Regions from separate parts of the Pan troglodytes genome. Here region 1 is linked to region 2. A link is a contact called in public Hi-C data. All regions are on one chromosome and are shown on one strand. The core of a region is the stretch at or near the end of the contact, and the rest is flanking DNA. Distances in the headings are between cores, read along the strand shown. Region 1 holds the start of PMM2 (phosphomannomutase 2). Region 2 overlaps TMEM114 (transmembrane protein 114).

The links. A called contact is a pair of places that touch in the nucleus more often than the background predicts.
Region 1: a Hi-C map of induced pluripotent stem cells shows a contact between it and region 2, with 4 times the contacts expected there. The contact joins the promoter of PMM2 here to the enhancer-like site in region 2. A contact is called at or near these places in 4 of 7 Hi-C or Micro-C datasets (blood, induced pluripotent stem cells and stem cell-derived neural progenitor cells), 1 of 1 datasets of contacts at active chromatin or transcription factors (stem cell-derived excitatory neurons) and 1 of 1 other capture datasets (stem cell-derived neural stem cells).

The regions. Positions count from the first base shown.
Region 1 is chr18:11,437,983-11,443,286 of NHGRI_mPanTro3-v2.0_pri, reverse strand. It overlaps PMM2 (phosphomannomutase 2), which reads right to left and starts at 2,122. Exons shown (of 9, transcript XR_010152260.1): 1 at 1,997-2,122. It overlaps TMEM186 (transmembrane protein 186), which reads left to right and starts at 2,264. Exons shown (of 2, transcript XM_510804.8): 1 at 2,264-2,333; 2 at 3,354-4,496. The coding sequence starts at 2,331. The coding sequence ends at 3,992.
Region 2 is chr18:11,212,218-11,217,603 of NHGRI_mPanTro3-v2.0_pri, reverse strand. The region is part of intron 2 of TMEM114 (transmembrane protein 114); the gene reads left to right. Among named protein-coding and RNA genes, the nearest start is that of TMEM114, 20 kb to the left of the region's middle. Within about 2 kb of position 3,038, at least 3 of the 24 cell types and tissues checked have an H3K27ac peak or open chromatin away from gene starts, as enhancers often do. A contact at or near this core is called in induced pluripotent stem cells and stem cell-derived neural stem cells, where this site is marked.

The sequences.
Region 1 (5,304 bases), core at 873-3,372, 230 kb before region 2:
GGGTTTGTAATAGAGTGCAATCTTTTCTACTCTCACAGTGGAATCTGGACCTATTAGACAAAATCTAGAATTGCAGGAGTGGCCTTTAAAAGTCAGAACACGGTGGCTCACGCCTGTAATCCCAGCACTTTGGGAGGCCGAGGCGGGTGGATCACGACGAGGTCCAGAGATAGAGACCATCCTGGCCAACACGGTGAAACCCCATCTCTACTAAAAATACAAAAATTAGCCGGGCGTGGTGGTGCGCGCCTGTAGTACCAGCTACTTGGTTGCCTGAGGCAGGAGAATTGCTTGAACCTGGGAGGTGGAGGTTGCAGTGAACTGAGATTGGGCCACTACACTCCAGTGTGGTGACAGAGTGAGACTCTGTATTAAAAAAAAAAAAAAGAGTCAGAACTGTGAAAATCAGAAAATCAGAAGCACTTTCCTGAATGGCATACCCAGTGACTAGAACAGCTTCCACCTTAGCACAGATAGGAAATGGCAAACTTGACAGGAACCATTATCCTGAGGCCCAGAGACTTGTACCAGGTTGGCTGTGTGAAACTGAGAAGGTTAGTTCTTCACTGAGTGTGTTTCCTTATGTTTAAAACGGTAATAACAACTATCCTACCTGGGAAGAAAGATGGAGGAAGGTTGAGAGGGTCCAGTGATATCATGAAAAAAGGGTGGCAATATAAACCCTAGACCGCTATGGCCCACAGACCACATTGGGCAGCTGTTTGTTTTTGTAATAAATAAATAAAATTTTATTGGTACACAGCCACTCTGTATTTATATAGGGTTTATGGCTGGTTTTGCACTAAAGTTGAGTGGTTACTATAGACCATATAGTCAGCAAAGACAAAAGTATTTGCTATATGGCCCTTTACAAAAAATGAATTGGGGACCGGAGTTTTAGACCACTATGGGCTTTTAACAAACCCAAGTGTGTGATCACTGAATTTCAGAATCAGAAAAAGCCTTTGAAGAACTTGGGAGTTGAGCGTCATCACTAGGTAGATCAAACCTGTGGCTGAGAAGGGCAAAATGATACGTCTAAGGTCACACGCATTTGACGTGGACTTCTGGAGCACACCATTGTTACCACCAAGCGAAAACTACGAGGGGTGAGGGTAGAAGCTGAGGATAGTGAGACCATTGGGGTCCAGTCTCAAGTTGAAATGGCCAGTGTTCAGTGGCCAATTTCTGAAAAGGGGCCAGGAGAGCCTCACCTCAAAGGCTGATCGTAACTGAAACTTATCTGTGCCTGTAGCAGCAAAATCTGAAAGTGGAAAGCAAGTTTCCAAGGGCCCAAGGAGGCTCTCAGCGGGCAGCCTGTAATAACCTAGGGCTCCTCCATCTCCCTAGTCCATTGCAAGGGCTGGAGATGGGTGTGGTGGAGGTGGCTACTATTTACTGAGGCCTAGTGTGTTGTGTGCAACATACTTTCAAGAACTTACACAATCTCATTTGATCCTCACAGACACCATATGGAACAGGTAACATCCCCATTTAAAGCTGTAGATGTTGAGGCTCAGAGAAGTTAATAACTCGCTGAAGGTCACACAGATGTCAAGAGGTGAAGATGAGACTCCACTAGGTCGGTTTGACCTGGAAACCTGTTTTTAATATCATGACTCACGGCACAGCCCATTGGTTACAGGATTGGGGCCGGCACATAGCTGATAAGGGGGCCTGATCTTGGGTTGAAATCCTGGTCTATCAGTCCCGAGCACTAGCGGTGAGTCCAGATTACATTTTCCAACCTAGCACAAGTTTCCTGCTCTTAAGAGTTCTTCAGCCCCGTCTCATCTTTCCAAGCACCAGAGCTCTTGAAGAGCTGGTTAGGGCCTCCCTCTCATTCCTCCAGGGCACCCAGAATAGGGTTCAGCCCCGTGAGGACGTAGGCGGTCCTTAGCCACCCCTTGGCGCCTACCCTGGGTGGTCGATAGCCCCAACTGGGAACAGCACGGGCTCCGCGTCGGCTGCCAGCAGCCCGCCGGCCGCCACTTACCTGCCGCGGGGCGGTGAGGGTCCCATCCACGTCGAAGAGGCAGAGCGCTGGGCCAGGCGCTGCCATGTCCCCAGTTTCTAGCCGCACCTTACAAGACACGTCGGCACGAGGAACTCGGCCCGGAACTTCCGGGTTCGGCCCCTGAGCCGCAGGGCACGTCGGGAAGAGGAGGGGACTCCGTTCCCATAACCCCTGGGACTAGCGCCAGCCACGATTCCTGGACCGCAACTCCCAGGGTGCAACGCAGATCACGCCCGCCTTGTACATTCGAGCATGCGCTCTTAGAGGTTCCGGGGGCCGGTGGGATTTACTTCCTGCAGCAGGTGGTGGGGCCATGGTAAGGAGGCGGGTGGCGAGCCTTGAGGGGGTGATGCTCTTTGGGGTCGGGGTCAGGGCTGGGGCGGGCAGGCCCGACGCTCGGGTTTCGGACTCGGAGGATCCGTGGGAGGAAGCTCTGGCGTGTGTTACAGTTCGCTTTTCCCGGGCTTTCTCTGCCCTCCTTGGGTCACATGCGCACAGTAGTAATAGCTAAAACTCGCCGAGCTCTCACAGTGCATTAGGTACTAAGTTGAGGACTCTGAAACCATCTTCTGGTTCACTGTGTTCTGAGTCCCCATTTTGAAAGGCGAAGAAACCGAATCTCAGGGGTGTGGAGTAATTTGCTCACAAATTACTGTTGGAATCAGAATTGGAATAAGAGCTTTTACTGCTTCACTACCCACCTAATAATACCCTTGTGCTACGTGTTGGGGCCTCCCTGCCTCGCTCCTTCTCCTTCTCCGCTGTTTCCCCTTCCCCAGACTAGGCTAAGAGAAAGCAGCAGTTCCCTCCAGCACCCAAGATAGCCTATGAATCAAACAGAGAATTAGAAAGTTTATTGGAATAAATATCTCACAGATTTGTTGCTCGAGTTCCCCACTAAGACATTGATTATTTAGTTTCCTGCTTGGGGAAATGTTCACACCCCCTTGTGGATACATTGTCCAGCCCAGAGGTTGTCCTCCCTAGATATGTTTTGAATTAATGACGGCCGCACCTCCTTTCTTGTATTTATTTGGAATTGCCTGGTGGAAGGAGGACTCTGCTGCACTCACTGACTGTGTGATCTTTGGTAAATATCTTACCCTCTCTGGGCTTAGTTTCCCTAGTGGTAAAGTGGAAATAGTGATAACTATCTTAGATAGCTGTTGTGATGCCCACATGAGATAGCATCTGGCTTTACCCTTCCCTCCTCTGGCAATAACGGTTACCTTGCAGGATTGGCAGAAGCCTTAGAGTATGGTGCTTTGCAGATGTTCACCGTGTGATTAATGTAGTTGAGTTCCACGAGAGAAATGGTCTACTGTCTCCCTTTCAGGCTGCCCTTCTCCGAGCTGTGCGTAGGTTTCGGGGAAAAGCTGTGTGGGAAAGGCCTCTCCATGGGCTGTGGTGCTGCAGTGGGCAGGAGGATCCTAAGAGGTGGGTGGGCAGCAGTTCACCCATCTCGAAGGAGAAACTACCAAACGCAGAGACTGAGAAATTCTGGATGTTTTACCGTTTTGATGCCATCAGAACGTTCGGGTTCCTGTCACGACTGAAGTTGGCACAGACTGCCCTGACAGTGGTAGCTCTGCCACCAGGCTATTACTTGTACTCCCAGGGCCTCCTCACTCTCAACACCGTGTGCCTCATGAGTGGGATATCGGGCTTTGCCCTGACCATGCTGTGCTGGATGAGCTATTTCTTACGGAGACTGGTTGGTATCCTGTATCTGAATGAGTCTGGCACCACGCTGCGGGTGGCCCATCTGAACTTCTGGGGCTGGCGGCAGGACACATACTGTCCCATGGCAGATGTGATTCCCCTGACAGAAACCAAGGACCGGCCTCAGGAGATGTTCGTGCGTATCCAGCGGTACAGTGGGAAACAGACCTTCTACGTCACCCTGCGCTATGGACGCATCCTGGACAGAGAGCGTTTCACACAGGTGTTTGGGGTACATCAGATGCTCAAGTGAACAACTGGGACCTGGACCTCTGGGTAACCCTGGGTCGCCTGGATTAACAGGAAGGCTGAGGGTGTGGGCAAGGCTGAAGAAAGGGGACTGGGTACTTGGAGACTTTGCCTGGGCCCCTGGGAACATGTGTTTTGTGGTGAATAAATTCACAAGGCAAGAGCTGGTGTACAGGTTTAGGAAAAAGGCTCTAAGCAAGTTCTTACAGCACTTGTTTGTGACATTCAGTCAGATAATGGCCAGAAGTTTTTGTTAAGAGCCAGTTCTTAGAAGAACCTATGCCAAGGTCACCCATAGAGTCCATTGGTGTGAAAGAGAAAGGCAAAGAGGTGTGGCGGGGGAGCGTAAGATTTGGAGTCAGAAGTCTCAGTTCTGTCATTTGTCCTGGAGCAGGTTACTGAGTCTCTTTGAAGCTTGGTTTTCACATCTGTAAAATGGAAAGTCCTGCTTGTTTCATGGGATGGGTGTGGGAATAAACAATAAATGTCAAACGTGTGGCAGACTCAACAGCCTACAGCAGATGTTATTAAGCATTTGGTCAGAGGTTTTAGCAGGGAGAAAGGCTTCGAGCAGTCAACAGGGACTTCCAGAGCCCTGCGCTGTGCCCCTCACATATCCAGCGGCAGAAAGGTCTGTCAGGATGTTAACTACACATTGACGAGCAGATGTCGTCCAGGTGGGCACGAAACCCCAGTTGAGATTTGTTCACCACCCAGAGGTCTAGAGGCTCTTGCTTTGGATGGCCCTGCAGTGTAATAAAGCCAAATGGACCGGATGCTGGTACGTTATTTTATAAACTTGAGCCAGTTATATACATTGCCCCGCATAATTAATAATATATGTTCATTATACAATTTGTAACACAGTAAAGAGGAGGGAAGGCATGATCTTTATTATTTTGCCACTCGAAAGTCAATAAGAATGTTTTATCGCTGGGGGCGGTGGCTGACACCTGTAATCCCAGCACATTGGGAGGCCAAGGTGGCGGATCACGAGGTCAGGAGATCGACGCCATCCTCGCTAACAGGGTGAAACCGTGTCTCCACTAAAAAATACAAAAAAATTAGCTGGGCGTGGTGGCAGGTGCCTGTAGTCCCAGCTACTCGGGAGGCTGAGGCAGGACAATGGTGTGAACCTGGGAGGCAGAGTTTGCAGTGAGCCGAGATCACGCCACTGCACTCCAGCCTGGGCGACAGAGTGAGACTCCGTCTCAAAAAAAAAAAAATTTTTTTTATTGTGTAGCCTTCCATTTTTCTTAACCATACCAAGATACACCTAACAAATTTATCCTTTTAATCATTTTTAAGTGTGCAAT
Region 2 (5,386 bases), core at 1,789-4,288:
AATGATGCGTGTGATCATCTGCATTGCGGCTTCTCTCTTGTTAGAAACCAGCTCTGGCCAGGCACAGTGGCTCACACCTGTAATGCCAGCACTTTGGGAGGCCAAGGCAGGAGGATCGCTTGGGCCCAGGAGTTTCAGACCAGTCTGGGCAACATATCAAGACTTCATCTTTACCAAAAATAAAAAAATTAGCTGGGTGTGGTTGTGCACACCTGCAGTACCAGCTACTCGGGCAGCTTAAGTGAAAGGTTTCCTTAAGCCCAGGAGGTTGAGGCTGCAGTGAGCCATGGCCGTGCCACTGTACTTCAGCCTGGGTGACAGAGCAAGACCCTGTCTCAAAAACAAAACAAACAACAAGAACAAAGCACATAGCCTTGCACGAGATGAGCCTCAACCACTGTTGTCATGGTCATCATCATCATCAGAAACAGTAGAAGTAATCGTCATACGGGCAGTGACAGTGTGGATTTTCCCCAGCTCTAGTAGGTGCTCGGGAAGTGTTTGTTGATTGAATGAAGGATGTTAGTAACTGTCCTCTGCCTGGTATCCTCTCTGTCTCTTCTAAGCCATGCATGGGACATTTGTGATTCTGCTGCCGCTCAGCCTGATCCTGATGGTTTTTGGGGGGATGATGGGGTTTCTGAGCTTCCTCCTCCGAGCCTACCTCCTCCTCCTGCTCACTGGAATTCTCTTCCTCTTTGGAGGTAGGTGCCCACCCTGCCTAGGGCTCTGGCTTGTGGTCTGGGGGTTGGGCAATGGGTACTGTGTATGAACCCTCAGCAAACAAGGGGGATCCCAGGGCCTCGTGGGGTTCAGTTTCCCCTTCTGGGATATCAGTTGGAAGAGATGAGTGGTTTCCAGCCCAGAATCACTTAGTCTCTGGTTCCAAGACAGGAGCAGTGCAGAGGGAGCAGCTTCCAAGAATCCTTTTCATTACTTCACCAAAGAAGCCGCATGTATTACCTTTGCCCAAACTCGTGATAGCTTCAAGCTTTAGGGCTGTGAGCTGGCAGGACACCCTCGCTCCAGCCACCCTCGCTCTATCCTGCTGATCAGCCATTCTGATAGATACTGCTTTGATCGACTAAAAAACGGGCATGACCAGGCACAGAAAGACAAACACCTCATGATCTCCTTTCTATGTAGAATCTGGAAGAGTCAAATTCACAGAAAGAGAGAATGGAACAGGCTGGGGGTGGGGGCAGGGGAGGGTGGGGAGATGTTGGTCAAAGAACACACAATTTCAGCTCAAAAGAAGGAAGTTCAGTGATCTATTGGGCGTCATGGTGACAGCAGTTAACAACAGCCTATTGTGTTCTTGAAAATCGCTGAGAGTAGATTTTAGTTCTCACCACACACAAAAGAAATGCTAAGTATGTGAGGCCGTGCCTGTGTTGAATAGTTTGACTGAGCCACTCCACAGTGTACACACACATATCAAACCCTCATGCTGTGTACCATAAATACATACAATTTTTACTTGTCAATTAAACAGCAGCACACACAAAAACAAGATGAAACAAAACAACAGGTGGACAGACAATGGCTAGGTTAACACCACTGGTTGGTTTAGTGGACCAGAGGTTTTGAAAAATGGGACCTGGCACGTGGCTGGCTGCCTTACAGCCGTCTGTATCCCTGTGTATTTGAAATGTTCCTTTAAAAAAAAAAAAAAAAGCAGTGATGACATGCTCCCTTGGAATCCACAGAGGGAAAAAAACAAAAGGGATGTCTGGAGGTGAAAATATTGCAAAGTTCTCATCTCCTCTAACCACTCACTATTATTATTAATATTAGCATTAATAGTTCACCCAATGACAAATTCTCGAAACCAGCACTGCCTGGTAGAAGTTTCTGTGATGGTGGAGAAGTTCCGTAATCCATGCCGAGCATCGGGAGCTGCAAACCAGGCCAGGGCAGTGAGTGCTGATGGGGGACTGAGCTGTTAACTTTATTTAGATTAGTTAACTTAAATTTAAATAGCCATGTGTAACTGGTCAGTGGCTATCGTACTGGACCATGTGGCTCAAATCTAATATCTGTGGAGAACCACCGTGGGCCAGGCACCGTTCTGGGTGCTGGGGAATTGAAAATGAGCAAAACCAACAGGAGCATGTCTGCCCTCTGGACACTCACAGGCCACTGGGGGAGACAGATGTTAGTTAAATAATTACACAAACATGCCTGCAATCCCAACACGTTAGGAGGCAGAGACAGGCGGATCACTTGAGGTCAGGAGTTTGAGACCAGTCTGGCCAATATGGTGAAACCCTGTCTCTACTAAAAATACAAACATTAGCCGGGCGCGGTGGTGGGCATCTGTAGTCCCAGCTACTCAGGAGGCTGAGGCAGGAGAATAGCTTGAACCCGGGAGGCGGAGGTTGCAGCAAGCTGAGATCGCAGCAAGCTGAGATCGCACCGCTGCACTCCAGCCTGGGCGACAGAGCGAGACTCTGTCTAAAAAAAAATTACACAAAAGAATGCAAAGTTGCAATTGTGACCTGGGCAGTGATGGGCAGCTGTATGGTGCTGTGGAATCACTGCTCAGGCAAGTCCAGGAATCGAAGCGTGAGCTGCCATGTGTGGGAAGGGTAGGAGTTGCCGATGACAGGCAGAGAAGCAGGGGTGAATGCACCCAGCGGGGAGACCAGCACGCGCAAAGGTCCCGCAGCAGGAAGGAGCAAGGACGCTGGACGCTGGGCAGCGTGGCTGGGCAGGGCGAGGAGGAGGAGGGGAGTGCTGGGGCGGGGTGGGGGATTGATCTGCTCTCCCTTTGCCCTCCCTGCAGCCATGGTGACCCTCGCTGGGATCAGCGTCTACATAGCGTATTCAGCCGCCGCCTTCCGGGAGGCGCTGTGTCTCCTGGAGGAGAAGGCCCTTCTGGACCAGGTGGACATCAGCTTCGGCTGGTCCCTGGCCCTGGGCTGGATCAGCTTCATCGCCGAGCTGCTCACCGGGGCAGCCTTCCTGGCAGCAGCCCGCGAGCTCAGCCTGAGACGGAGGCAGGACCAGGCCATATGAGCCTGGGCGCTGGGTCGTGGAGGGGAGGGAGGGGCTTGGCCCCGGAGCTTCACCGACCCATCTCCATCGGCTGCGGCCTCTTCTTCCTCAAAGGCCACTCGGGGAGGCCAGGCACCCCCTCTCCTTCCCCCACAAATCCCCGCGGACTAAGCTTGGGGCCCGGCTGTTATCCTAGTACCTGTGTGCTTATGTCCGTGTGTGTCCGTGTGGCCTGGAGGAGCCTGAGGGAGTGCCAAACCGCTTCGCGAGAAATAAAAACGATCCTTTAATCACACACAGAGCTTTACAGATTGCAAAGTCCTCACGCCCCCTCCGACTTCATTTCCTCCTCACCCGTGTCCCTTGGATCAGCTCCTTGGTGGGTTTGGGAAAGGGAGAGGGTGCCCTACCTCCTGGGCCCTGTAATGCGTTCAGCTCTCTCTGGGGAGCTCTGGCCTGGAGTTCCTTTTGCTCTAAAATAACTCTGGCATGACATTGGCTTTCTACGGGGTCAGGTTAGGTCTACAATATGAAGCTGCGAGACTCCCAAGGGGTTGGCCAATTGATAGAGTACTCTTCAAGACTAATCATACCTTTTCCGTCCTCCCCCAGAAAAATCCATCCCTCCTTTCATCCTGGTGTTCTGCCCCTGGGAATGGGCTCCCCATCCGGGTCCCCTGGGGCAGTGCTGTTCACATTTAGTGGGCCCCAGACTCTATGGGCTTGTTGATACTCTCGGGCTGATGCCACCCCCAGGGTGTCTGAGCCAGGAGGCCTGGGTGAAGCCCAAGAACTCACATTTCTAAGTGGCTTCCAGGCGATGCCGAGGCTTCTGGCCCGGAGCCACTGTTTGCATAAATGCCGAGGTGGGGCGTTTATTAAGTGACAGAGAACAGTTGTCATCTTGCTGCTCTTAGAATCACCTGGGTATCTTCCAAAAATCCTGCTGCTGTCTACATCCTTGATCTGAGATTCTCTAGGGCTGGTGTCCAGGCATCAGTGTTTTTTTAAGAGCTCTCCAGCCTATTCTAACCCAAAACCATGGCTGAGATTCTGTTCCTGTAAGATTCCAAGTCCTGAGATGTAGGGGAGGGCCCGAGGAGCCTTTGGCTTAGGAAACTCTGGGAGGTGCTGATGGTTTGGGGAATACTGGTGTGGATTAAAAGATGACAACACGATTATCAACAATATGGCATCATCGTCTTCATCATGACATCATCATCACCATGACGTCAACACTGTCAGCATCATAGCTGACCCCCACTGAGTACTTTCTATGCACCTGTGCTGTTCTCCATGCCAGTCGGTCAGTCAGTCATTCAACAAACATCATGACATCATCACCACCATGCCATGACATCACCACCACAACGACATGACACCACCACGACATCAGCATTGTCATCATTATAGCTGACATCCACATCTATGCACCTGTGCTATTCTCCACGCCAGTCGGTCAGTCAGTCATTCAACAAACACTCGAAGGCCAGTACACACCAGCAACTGGGGGGGCAATGACTCCTCCAGACCCAGACCTTGCTCTCTGGGGTGCCACGTGATTGAGGAGAGAGAGGCATATGAAATACGTAGCCCGTGGTGAGGACTAGCAGATAAGCAAAGCAGGATACAGATGAGGAAACTGAGGCACTGGCAGGTTAACATAACTGGACTAAGGGCATAAGGAGAGAAAGGGACGCAACTGGGAGTAAACTTCAGAGCTGCCTGATCCCAAGATGGTCCTCCCCCTACTTCCACCAACGCTTGCACTTCTTTACTGGCTGTCTGCTCCTTTCAGGACGTTGCTGCGACGTCCCTGTCTAATCCGGAAAGGCGCAAAAGGAGTGGGTTACTCACACGGCCACATGGGGCTAAATGAGCGCTGTTGGAAAATCAGTTACTATGCTGGGGAAAACAAAGTTTTTGCAAAGTGAGGGCAACCATGCTACCGAAAGGGCGGTCTCTGCTTCCACCTGCTGGTCATACTGTGGAACTGCTCCAGAGGCAGGATTTGATCTCCAAATTCGTCAAAAGACACGTTTTCAGCCCTCCTAGCGCCCAAGTGCTGGATTAAATACTGCAGGGCCAGAGTTCTCAGCTGGGGTGATTCTCTCCCCCACCTGACATTTGGCAGTGTTTGGAGACAGTTTTGGTTGTTCTTAGTGCGTGTGGGGAGTGGTATCACCGGCAGCTCCAGTGGGAAGAGGCCAGGGATGCTCCTCGCATCCTATGATGCTCAGGACATCTGGTCCCACACGTCCACCTTGGGACATGCTGAGACACTCTGCTAAGCGAGCAATAATGGACAATAACACACCAAAACATGTGTGCACCTCAGGAACTGACAACACAGAATGAGCTCATTCATTCGCCCATCCATTCATGC